Linked DNA regions of Zea mays: region 1 is linked to region 2. The links are chromatin contacts, called in public Hi-C maps. All regions are on one chromosome and are shown on one strand. The core of a region is the stretch at or near the end of the contact, and the rest is flanking DNA. Distances in the headings are between cores, read along the strand shown.

Evidence for each region. A called contact is a pair of places that touch in the nucleus more often than the background predicts.
Region 1: a Hi-C map of ear shows a contact between it and region 2, with 3 times the contacts expected there. The contact joins the promoter of LOC100217227 here to the promoter of LOC100217087 in region 2. A contact is called at or near these places in 5 of 25 Hi-C or Micro-C datasets (bundle sheath, ear, endosperm and 2 more).

Annotation. Positions count from the first base shown.
Region 1 is chr1:59,565,216-59,568,683 of Zm-B73-REFERENCE-NAM-5.0, reverse strand. It overlaps LOC100217227, which reads right to left and starts at 1,869. Exons shown (of 9, transcript NM_001143583.1): 1 at 1,591-1,869; 2 at 1,048-1,250; 3 at 873-957; 4 at 688-755; 5 at 1-26. The coding sequence starts at 1,212.
Region 2 is chr1:59,333,572-59,336,803 of Zm-B73-REFERENCE-NAM-5.0, reverse strand. LOC100217087 reads left to right here and starts at 1,604. Exons shown (of 5, transcript NM_001143456.1): 1 at 1,604-1,780; 2 at 2,126-2,162; 3 at 2,303-2,672. The coding sequence starts at 1,735.

The DNA of each region.
Region 1 (3,468 bases), core at 620-3,119, 230 kb before region 2:
TTATAATAGGCAGCAAGTGGGCCGACCTGCAAGTGAAAACAGAGACTGATCACTAGTAGTCATCAAACAAGAATTGTGTAAACGATTTTGTATGTCCAGTTAAAGAAAATAAGACATACATAATCAGAAACCCATAATGCATCAAGATTACTATCAATAAACAGAACACATGGTTAAGGGTGTGTTTGGTTTGGCTTTTGGCTTTGGCTTTTGCCCCCTAAAAGCCAAAAGCCAACCAAAGGGCTGGATCCAGGAAGCAGCTTTTTCTAAAAGCCGACTTTCTCGTAGTGCAAAACTGAAAGCACCCCTGGACCTGCTTTTAGTGGCTTTTGGATGGAACTGTGAAAACATATATCGAAGAACTTTTAACGACTTTTAGTGGTTTCCACCAAACGATTTTTAGCTTTTTAACAGCACACAGCCTACAGCAGCTTTTTCCACAGCTCACAGCCCACAGCAACTTTTTCCACAGCCACAGCCCAACCAAACAGACCCTAAGTTTACATCATTACATGTGCAATGGGACCTCAAATTCAAGAGGTAGCAGGTGAAACATCGGATAGCATTTAGTTGCATCAGCTAAATTAATGCCCATACCACAGAAAATCAGTGAAAGAAACAAAGTATGCAAGAATAGAATAGTACAAGGCAGGAGAACTAGGAAACACGCCCAGAAGTGTCACTTACAGATTCTCCACTGAGATTCATATAAGTCTGGGGCTTGGCAAGAAGAACAGGGACTCCATCAACCATCCCTGAATCAATGGCGCGGACAACACATTCATTTAACCCTTTGTGCTAAGAAACAAAAACATGTATCACAAAATATGAGGAGTGATATTCTTTCTCAGGGTGCGTAAATGGCGCCAAACCTTCACCAAAGAGTGCTTTGAAGTAATGTGTAGTCAGGGGTATACCCTGGGATTGCGCAAATGCATCTATCATATCAAAACCCACCTGTGAGCAAACAAATTGCAAGAAAAAATACGAACATAAGTACCATGATATTGAGAAATTTTGAGATACAAGATGAGATGTGCAACTTACGTTGTGCCTGGTGGATTGATACTTCTCACCAGGGTTGCCAAGACCCACAAATAACCATGGTTGTATCGGGGAGAAGGACGAGGAAAAAGATGAATATGATGAAGATGTCTGAACGGTAGAAGTACAACATTTTGAAAGGAAGGGCATGAATCTATTCCAGGGCATCTCCTTCACGGTTTATTCAATCAGATCCGTCCAGAAATCTAATGAGCCAAAAAATCAGATGTCAATGTCTTGAAAGCAAGACAAATCTGTTCTTGAAATACACCACAGTGAACCAGACAGGAACATAAAAATATGAACTGAACAGCTAGCACATCCAACACTGCCTTATACTTACACATGCCAGAACTAAGATCGGTTTAAACCTTGCAGTGCAGCAGAAAATCAGATATTCAGAACTGAATTTGGCATATAATCTTAGCTTAGGCATTTCATCGAACACCTCCAGGGAGAGACGGTAGTGCTGCACTGCTGCTCCCATCTTCTCGATTCGTACAAGCGTTTGCAATTTAGGAAAGGAAAATTTCAATCAGTCCGTACCCCTGCTGCCGTGCTGCGCTGGAGCGCCTTCTCCTGACCTCCTATGCAGCAGTGTGCAGTTGGTGTTGTCTGCGGCAGCTCGGCGCAGTTGGTGTTGTCTCGCAGGCCATCGGCCATTAGCCATTAGCCATTAGCCATACAACATACTAATAATACTACCTGACCGCTTGTAGAAATAGAAGAGAGCAGCTGGGCACTGCCTCGACGGCGATGAGCTTATAGATTAGGCTGGCTGGCAGGCAACGAGCGTCATGGAGTGAGGCTGTGACTGTGAGGGAGATATGGTGGTTGTGCGGCACTGGGCGGCCGGCCGCGGGCGATGAGATGGGCAACAACAGGATGCCGGGACGGCAGTCGGCAGCCGGCAGGAATGCCCACTAGGGTAGAGCAGGCGCGTAGGTGGATGCCTGAGTTGCTTTGTTGGGCTCGAGGTCAGGCCGTCAAGGACTCAGGGACATGTCTCATACTCTCATGGACTCATGGGCCGCGGCCCGCGGGAGGTGGCACCTGGCCGGTGGGTCGTTCCAGAGGTGGGGACATGGAGTTTGAGTACGGGTAATTCGGCCGAATTTTTTGTTTTTAGCCCCTTTTATGACACAAATCTACGTTTGGACCCCCACAAATTTTATTTACACGTTTGGATCCGATGCTCGGCGTCATAGGCTGTGGCGCCGAGGTAACACAGCTCGGCGCCACAGCCTATGGCGCCAAGCTGTGACGTGGCCATGGCGGGCAGGGGTGACGTGGATGTCCGCATGGCACCTAGCTCGGCGCCACAGATCTTGGCGCCGAGCTAGGAATTAACCACAATCCCCTTTTCTCTGTGTTTCTTCTCTGTTACTTTTCAGCTTCTACGCGCCCTAGCCGCCGCTGTTCCCGACCACCGCCGAGCTCCGCCCTCCCCGCCCGCCGAGCTTCGACGACCGCGCTCGCTCGCCCCGCCCGCCGAGCTCGCCAGCGCCGGCCGCCGCGCGCCTGGCACCACGCCAGCTCCCGCCCCGGCCCGGCCACCGCGCCACCGCGCCAGCTCCCGCCCCGGCCACTGCCGCCAGGTAATTTTTTTTTGTTTTTAATTACTTAGTTATTAAATTGTTAGCTATTGTTAGTGTTTAGTAATTAGTTAGCTATCCACTTATTTATTGTTTAGTAAATAGTTAGATATTTATTTTCTTGTTAGTGTTTATTAAAATAGTTAGCTAGTTTCTTGCTTAGCATATTGTTAGTGTTTAGTAAATTCTTAGTGATTATATAGTTAGCATTTTGTTTAGCACATTGATATTACATGTTTTCTGTGTTGGCAACCATCATGTTGTCGTTTATTTGCAGGTTCTATAAACATCACTTTACAGGGGAGGTGCTGCCAAATTTTTTATTGACAATAGTTTTTTTTGTACGTAGGTGTTCATCCGACTTGACCTTCTCCACCGTTAGCTGGACTCGTACGCGATCTCAGGTATACATTGTTTTCGTACATTATTCATAGATTATGTAATTTCGTTTGATGTGTTCATTTAATATTTACTATATAGTTATTAGTTAATATATATTTATTACTTAGTAAGTTTTTAGGCTTAAGTATATAGCCATTATTGAGTTAGTAATCCATTTTGCAATAGATGGATAGCCTAGTAACACTATACCATGGAGGAAGGGTGGAGATAGATGCTTATGAGAATGTTACTTTTGATGGTATGAAGATCGTGACCATGTTGTTCGATGAAAGACCATCTTTTGATAAGATTTTCGCTCGAGCTTGTGAGGAGATTAGTTGCGACATAAACGACCCTAGAATATCAATTCAGGGTTTGTTGTCCCATATTACATATGGAACAGTTGTCCGACGGTTGATCTCCATTGTAACACCCTGAATTTGGGGGT
Region 2 (3,232 bases), core at 355-2,854:
CAAAGGCTGACGGCCGTCAGCTTTAGAACGGCCGCTGACGGTCCTTTGCCGAGAGCCGCCTTTGCCGAGTGTTTGCCACTCGCCAAACGTGTCTTTGCCGAGAGTTTTTCTGTGCCGAGTGTCCTGCACTCGGTAAACCAGCTCGTTACCGAGAGCAGGACTTTGCCGAGTGCGGCTCTCGACAAAGGCTGCTTTACCGAGTGTCCGAGAAAAAACACTCGACAAAAAGGCTAGCACTCGGCAAATGTTGGCCGAATTGCGGTAGTGAGACGATGTTATAGGGTCGTCGTCCGGCCGTAAGCCCGCTGAGATTTGTGGGTAATATTCTGGACATCACCAATATATTGCTCGCTCGTACGTATGTCTGCCTGCTTGACGAGAAAAATTTGAGGCTTCGATTCACCCTCCTATACTAGTCGCCGCGCGCCGGTTGTTCTGATTTGGATATAGGTGGGCAGCCAGCTCGCCGGGCACGCACGCACGTCTACGCCGGGGATCGCCGCCCCAATCATAGCATAGGCTGCGCATGTGGACGGTCCTGATCGCCTCGCGGCCTAACGACGTGTGTAGTAACCCTGCATCCGTGGTGCTTGCCGCGCTAGAGACGTACTACTTTTTTGACGCGACCGGCCGAGACCGCGTAGCAAATGCATGCAGCAGCATGGTCGGTCGTACTCTGGTCTGGTACGTCGCGGTGCTCCAAAGTAACCGCGCCACACTAGGGCCAGCTGCGGTAGTTGCTGGTAAGGATTTAATTTTTCACTGCGCCTACCATTGTCTAGCTAGATTTTTTTTTCTCTCACGGCGGGTACTTTAATTTGGTATAGAAAAAAAAGGGTGGTGTGTTAGTATTTTACTTGCATGATTGCAACTTTTGCCAGGTTATCCTGCATGCATGCCCCCCCAATGCAAGCAGCTATCTGCCTAGAACTCTTATTATATGCCCCGCTAGCTTTCTAAACAGATTAATCGCCAACAAATGAGAATGTCCAAATAAATACGTACATATATATTTTCCTTATTAGAGCATGAAAAAGATCGGTCACATTGTTGATCAACAACGACAAGGAGAGAATATTGTTGATCACAGTAGCTAGACCGATGAACACAACACATGTGCGCCCGTGCATGTGATCGTGTCGTCGTTATATGTATGTCCTGAACAAACGAGCGAGGGAGATCGATGAACACAACATGCATGTACATGTGCGCTCATGTTACCTACATATCCTGAACAAACGAGGGAGCTAGGGAGAGATCGATCGACACATGTAGACGGCAAGTAACACAGTAAATATACATGTGTCATACGAGACGCGCCGCCTTACTGCGACATGTCGCGGATTACTGACACATAAGCCAGGCGAGGATGTGATTAGGATCGGGGTGTGGCGAGTGCGCCCGCCAACACGTATGCGCATGCAGAGCCACCGGAGGACCGGATGGCAAACAACTCTTCCCATAATTCAGCTGCAAAGCATGCAGCGCAGATCGAGACCCAGCCTCTCCTTATCAGATTATTACTTTAGCATTAGTTATCTCGCGTCGGGCCCTATAAATACCGTGCCGTGGCCAGGAAGGGAGATCGCATTGTGCTGTGTCAGGCGTGTGCGCAGTAGAGTGTTTGGCCTGAACTAGCGAAACAACACAAGCTAGCTAGACAGGCGGCCCCTGCTGCTTAGCTCTCGATCCTGTTGTTAGGCACCTATTGAGAGAGCTAGCTGAGCATTCAAGATGATTACTGTTGGGCACCCGGTGGTGTTTGCTGTGGGGATCCTAGGTATATATATGCAGTTATGCACGCATGCATGCTCACAGTTTTCTTTTGTGGAAGATGCGCTGCATTATTTTCTCACAAATTTAGCGCGGTATAGTTGTCGATCGATTGCTCTAAGCTACTTTTGTTAATCCCCGGCCCCCACCCCTGACAAACAGTCAGATAGTAAACATATATTTACTCTGCCGCTGAAGTGAAATATATAAAAACTGTCGCCCTGCTGCAAATTACGTGTTCGATCTGCTGGCAAGCTAATATATCACTCGATCCAGAGTTGCTGTTCATGTACAATATACATGTAAATAAATGAGCTAATTTTCGCTTGTTCTGTTTTTTTTCTCTCTACAGGCAACATCTTATCATTCTTGGTCACCCTTGCACCAGTGTGAGTATCATATCAGAGTACATGCATATATTATTCAGAATCAGAACTGCTCTAGCTAGCTAGCGCTCCTAATATTCATCATCATCACCTATTCACCTCTATGAAACAGTAATATATTGATGTACGTACGGTACGTGCAGGCCGACGTTCTACCGTGTTTACAAGAAGAAGTCGACGGAGTCGTTCCAGTCGGTGCCGTACGTGGTGGCTCTGCTGAGCGCAATGCTGTGGCTCTACTACGCGCTGCTCAGCGTGGACCTCCTCCTCCTCTCCATCAACACCATCGCCTGCGTCGTCGAGTCCGTCTACCTCGCCATCTACCTCACCTACGCGCCCAAGCCCGCGATGGCTTTCACCCTCAAGCTGCTCTGCACCATGAACATGGGGCTCTTCGGGGCCATGGTCGCCTTCCTGCAGTTCTACGTCGACGGGCAGCGCCGCGTCTCCATCGCCGGCGGCGTCGGCTCCGCCTTCGCCTTCGCCGTCTTCGTCGCTCCTCTCACCATCATCGTAAGCTAATAAGCTATAGCTAGCCGCATGCACATGCTTATAGGTGCCCAAACGGGCGGCCCGGCCCGGCACGGGCCCGTTAGGCACGACAGTTAAACGGGCCGTGCCCGGTCGGCCCACGTGCCGCAGATGCGGCCCAGGCACGGCACGCCGGCCTGGTAGCCGTGCCGGGCCGGCCCGTTTAATTTGCCCACGTTGTCCATTTAATCAGAAAAACTGCAAAAAAATTGGGCGCAGTGGGGTTTTGAACCCAGGACCTCCCTCTTCTAAGCTGGGAGCACTAAATGTAAGAGGCTAACCAGTAGAACTCTAGCGTATTTGTTGTAAATAGCAAATATAAAATCTAAATATATATATACTATGTTTTATAAAATAAAAAAAATATAATCGTGCCGGGCCGGGCCGGCACTGCGGGCCGAGACAGCGGCCCAAGCACGGCACGGCTGTCGTGTCGGGCCCGACCCGGCACTATTAAACGGGCCGTGCTTCGGGCCGGCCCGTTAAGCACGGCCCATTTGGCCATCTATACACATGCTCTAGTGTCTAATACTCGGAGTGTC